Regions from separate parts of the Rattus norvegicus genome. Here region 2 is linked to region 1. Evidence: chromatin contacts called from public Hi-C data. All regions are on one chromosome and are shown on one strand. Each heading gives the region's core, a stretch centred on a gene start, on an enhancer-like site or on the middle of the called end of the contact. The rest is flanking DNA. Distances are from core to core; before and after follow the strand shown.

Region 1 (2,700 bases), core at 50-2,549:
AGCCCCTTTAAGCTCTTCCGGTTCTTTCTCTGATTCCTTCAACGGGGGTCCTGTTCTCAGTTCAGTGGTTTGCTGCTGGCATTTGCCTATGTATTTGCTGTATTCTGGCTGTGTCTCTCAGGAGAGATCTACATCCGGTTCCTGTCGGCCTGCACTTCTTTGCTTCATCCATCTTATCTAATTGGGTGACTGTATATGTATGGGCCACATGTGGGGCAGGTTCTGAATGGGTGTTCCCAAAGGTCCATTTTAGTGGGTCTTCTTATTGCTACCACAAAATTCCTCATTCCCCGCCATCAAAAACCCAAACCAAAAGACAGAAAATGAAACAGAAATAAACTATAAAGCTTAGAGAGTTTAATACATACTCCAATACACAATTCAAGGCTACTATCCATCATGATAGAGAGGTCAAGAGAGCAAAATTTTGAGGCAGGTAGTTATGTTATATCCACAGTGAATATGTGTGTGTGTGTGTGTGTGTGTGTGTGTGTGTGTGTGTCTGTGTGTCTGTGTGTCTGTGTGTGTGTGTGTTGAGAGGGGGGGCATGTACATTGCCACTGGGTATGTGTGGTCAGAAGAGCACTGAAGATATTGATTCTTGTCATCCATTTTGCTGAAATATGTCCCTTGTTTCCTGATCTAGATTCTCTTATATCTACCTCCCATTTCTGTCGGACACTGTGATTACAGCCATACACTATTTAATAGAACTTTCCATGAGTTCTATCTATTTAAACTCAGATCTTCATGCTTGCATAGCAAATAATTCCCCCACAGAGCGATCACCACAGCTCCCCTATAGACAACTTTTCACTCATTAACCTTCACTCCTTGTGCCCTTAAGCTTCTGGTCATGTCATTGTGTAAAATAAATTCAGTCCATCATAAAGAACTTATAGTATTTAGTAATACTAATACTGTTGAATAGTCTAAAGACTAAGTCTCTTCCGGGGATCAGAACAATTACTTGATTTTGAGCTTCTATAAAATTAAAAATAAAAGCATGTTTCATTGTTCCTATATACAGTGCACAGAACCAATAGTCCCATTCTATATAGAAGAAAGGGGACAGAGCCAGGAAAAGGGAAACAGAAAGATTGAAATCCGGTGGGGACAAATTCCAAATCCTGTAGCTCCATGCCTGGCACCTAGAGATTGTGGTGGAATCACCTGGGAGGAATTACCTTGAGTGCTTAATCCTGCAGCTCTGCCACCTGAAGCACATATAGCCTATCCATTGGGCCACCTCTACTCTGTGTAACCAGCTTTTCTTGGCAGCCTCTCCATGGTCTTGGCATCTGCAACATCTTTGTATCTTCATTGCAACTTGAACTTCATCATCAGGGCTTTACACAGTGACCCTGGGAATTTGCACAGAATACAGCCCTGGTTCATATTGCCTTGTTGCAGTGACCTTGTAGAACCTTGGCATGATTCCATGATTTCATATTTCCCTCACTCTTGTATCTTTTACTCCTGTAAACAAGTACCATGTATGTAGCACTGTCTAGATTTTTTTGTCTTGTAGGCGTTGAGTCTGTCTCCCTTGAGCCAAGATTGCATTGATATTCACTGGACCTAGGGTCTTTGATAGGTATACTCTGTCTCGGCTCTCTTCAAATTGATTTCTATTTTCAAAAATGGAGCCTTGCAAGGGTGGAATTGTGTCCACAGGAGACCGATTCTGTTGTATCCATGAAGAACAGCTGATTTCTCTCGAATGACACTAAACAAATATGAATGCTTTAGAGCATGACTTGTTTGTAACTTTGAATTCATTAATACTGTTTATCTTAACCAATTACATATTTTTAAGTATCTTTCTGCTTCATCTCTCTCAATCCCTTAATCCCTCCCACCCTCTCCCCCCCTCATCTGTCTCCTTCTTTCTGCTTGATCCTTTCAATTTCTTTCAATGTAGATATGAGCAATTGTCAGTAAATATGACATAACTCCAATGGGAACCTGTCTTGAGATTTCTTCTGCCAAACATTAACTTTACTTTGGGATTGAGCCACGATAAAGTTCTCACGGCACAGGTAGAATTCGACCAGATTATCTCCCAGAACACAACATAGGTGACCTCTAGCCCAGTTTCTGATAGCTTTTGGAACCTCTTGAATAAGGCTGCTGCCATGTGAATTTAGCATGGCATCCTGTCCTTCCAAACTCCCAGCAGATGGCATTAGCTTATCAAGTTACATTTGTGGGGGATTTCCTAACCAGTATTTCAGACTGCCCAACGTTTTCCCTGGAAAACCAGTTCCAAAGGCCTAAGAACCACAGAGTCAGGTCATCGCAGATCCAAACACAGTGCAGATTTTCTGGGAAATAATTTTCCTGTTGCCTTGACAATACTCTACAAATAACTTTGTAAACAAATGTCTTTTATATTTCCCACAAAGTTCCAGGGTACACTGAACTTATTCCCTCTTTATCACACAGTCGAGGACCATAGTCCATGGAATAGAAACACGCACTCTTAGCTTGGCTCATTCTATTTCAATTAGTCTAAACTAGAAAATCCTTCACAGACCTACCCAGAAGTTTGTGTCTTAGATAATGAAGAATGTAGACAAGTTGTCAATTGACATTAACTGTCACAAAGCCCATGCCAGTCCTCTGGTATCTGATGAATCAACTTCTTTTGTAACTCTCCTAATGAATACAGTCCTTTCCAGCCCAGTGAACTGGAGA
Region 2 (2,700 bases), core at 2-2,501, 220 kb before region 1:
ATCCTCCAGAAAGAGAAATTTTAGAGGGACAAGGACTAAATCATTTTCTTCTGAGCACAGCATTTTCAAATGGCTGCACCGGGTCCTAAGCCCCGCCGCTGCGGACCCAGAGCTAGAGGTGCCCTCTCTCTGCAGAGCTGGGACTCTGGCGCCCTAGTAACTGGACCCGGTGAGGCAGAAAGGAAACTCCCATTTACAGCCAGGTACTACTCCGGTGCGCTAGGCAGGGCCGGATCCTAGAGGAGAAACCGGTAACCAGGTTTGTGAAGGTTTGAGCAAACGCTGTTTCCCATTCAACCAAAGAGTAGGACGCACAGGTCACAGGCTAGAAGTTAAACAGTTACCCAGCCTGCGCTTTGTCTCCGCGCCTTCTGCAGCCCAGGCACTGAGGTGCACTTGGCTGGTGAAGAACAAGGTTTGCTGGAGCAGGAAACAGGAGTTGCTATCGCCCTGAAACTGCAGGGTGAGGGAGTACCGCGACCCGAGCCGCAGCTCCGGACCGCATGCCGGAGCCAAGCCGGCTGGGCTCTTGGATGCGATGTCCCCGAGCCGGCGAAGGTTGCCCCGGCTCTGCTCTGCCCTTTCGCCCGAGGGCAGGGCCCTGGCTCGGCAGCCCGGAGGCTTTGCACCCAGCTACCCATCCAAGCGCCCTGCCGCCTTGGGGCGATCTCCCTGTCACCGCAGCTGCACAGACCCCTCGTTTCCAGCGCAGGGACAAACTTCCTCCCTCCGGGTCCCCGCGCCGGCAGTTGGCAGTTGGCTTCCCCACTGGTCCCTTAGCAGCGTTAGCTGGAAGGGCTTTCTGTGCCCATCTCCAACCTCCAGTCACTAGCGCTCAGCGGTCCCTGCTCATCCTCTCCAACAAAGCCGGGGCTCGGAGGCGACCCGGAGAGGGACTGAGACTGGCAGCTGAAGCATCGAGCTCTGGCAAGCACCCACGCCCCGGCGAGCGCAGCAAGAAGGGGCGGCAGGGACCAGGCGAGGAGAGAGGGGAAGAAAGTGTCCTGTTCTGGGCGCGAAACCCTCCTGGGTTGATCCTCCTCCCCCAGCTGCCCCTGCCCGAGCGCATCCTGCCTTCCCTGTGGGACTGGGCAGAATGGAAGGCGAAACCGTGCGGACTGTGTGGCCTGACGGACCAGCCGCTCCCTTACCTCTGTCCAGAGTAAGCGGCTGGACCACTGTCAATGTCGCCATGTCTGCCGTGGGAGCCGAAGTGACGCTCGGCTTCAGCATCAGCAACCGCTTGTAGTGAGAAAAAGAGGAGGAGATTGGGGGCGGGGGTGGAGAGGGAAGACGGAAAGGAGGGGGAGGAGGGGGAGGCAGGAAGGTGGTGATGGAGGAGAAGAAAGCTTGGGTGGGTTGGTAGCCAGATGGAGATTCAACTGTTCCGCCGCGGCGAATCTTCAGTGCCGCGCCAAGCAGGGCAGGTATCCGCGAGCGCCTGCATGGCCAGGAGCTGAGAAAGGAACGCTCAGCCCTAGAACTTTGCTCGCCCACCTATCGGGAGCCCTGGCTGGGTGTAGCAGGTTTGCTGTCTTTCAACTTTCCACCCAAGCTTAGTGGTCAGAATGCACTCGAACACAGAGGAAGAGGACACGGAAGCGGGAGAGACAGTAGAGAGAGGTGGGGACAGAATTCTTTTCAGATTAAGAACATTTTCAACCTCCCTTTCCACATCCCTTTCCAGGGGAAACGCCACTAGTTATGGGAGATGTGGCTATATATCACTGTAGTTGCTGTTAATTTCTGTTGAAGCTTTTTGTTTAGAAGGTCCCCTCCCAACAGTACAAGGGTACCGGAGGGCCAGGGTTCTGTAAGTCAGTGTTTATTTAGAAGCTGGGTTTATTGCCTAGGAAAATAACTTGCCTTTACAAGCAAACTTCCTTAAAAGGTTTTAAAATAAAAAATGAAAACAACAGTTTCTGTCAGTGAATGATATTTAACTGGGACCCTCTCGTGCTAATCTAGAAGAAACGTGCATTCAGAGCTGTTATGTATTGATTAATTAGCAGGGATGGGAGGAGTTGAGTCACGGATGTTTGGTACCATTTACTACATCTTAACCTGGGGATTCTTTTTTTTTCTGCACCCTCTGAATTACAGGTAGATAACGTTAAAGGCCTGGTTTCAGAACCAGTCGATCATGTTTCAGTTCCCGAAGACTTAGATACTGTGAGCCCTTTATCCCAACTTCCATGAAATTTTCCCCAAGCCTCATTTCCTTATCAAATCATGAAGAAGCATGGAGAAGCCTCCTCTAGGCATAACAGAGATGAGGGAGCACAGGGCTGGGATAAGGATGCTGCCCTTCCCTGTGACTATGACCAATGCTATGTTCTGTTAATGATACCCAGAGGGGAAGGGAAGGAAGCAGATATTCAGCAGTAATTGAAAAGTCAAAGATGATTGGCCATCTAGCTATCCAACAGATCCTTAGAGACACACTGAACGTAGTATTTCTTATACTTATCTTTAACAGTTTTAGGTTTAAGAACTTTGATCATGAAAGTCAACTTTCCGTCACTCATATTATCTGACAAACTCTCAGTCCCTTGTAGATCCCCAGTTTTTACATCTGTCAATCACTTCACAGCTTCATTCAGTTGGAACGTGATCATGTAATAGGAGGAAACTGATCCTAATTTGCAAGGTCTGGGCTATTTCTAAGCTTTTGATGGAAAAGAATATACTCCAAGATCA

Evidence for each region. Hi-C and Micro-C count contacts between places; a contact is called where the count stands out from the background.
Region 2: a Hi-C map of liver shows a contact between it and region 1, with 5 times the contacts expected there. The contact joins the promoter of Lin7a here to the enhancer-like site in region 1. A contact is called at or near these places in 4 of 12 Hi-C or Micro-C datasets (the A7r5 cell line, kidney and liver).

Annotation. Positions count from the first base shown.
Region 1 is chr7:44,256,675-44,259,374 of GRCr8, reverse strand. All of the region lies in intron 5 of Acss3 (acyl-CoA synthetase short-chain family member 3), which reads left to right. Among named protein-coding and RNA genes, the nearest start is that of Acss3, 79 kb to the left of the region's middle. Within about 2 kb of position 1,299, at least 1 of the 93 cell types and tissues checked has an H3K27ac peak or open chromatin away from gene starts, as enhancers often do. A contact at or near this core is called in liver, where this site is marked.
Region 2 is chr7:44,472,119-44,474,818 of GRCr8, reverse strand. It overlaps Lin7a (lin-7 homolog A, crumbs cell polarity complex component), which reads right to left and starts at 1,251. Exons shown (of 6, transcript NM_001408921.1): 1 at 1,152-1,251. The coding sequence starts at 1,233.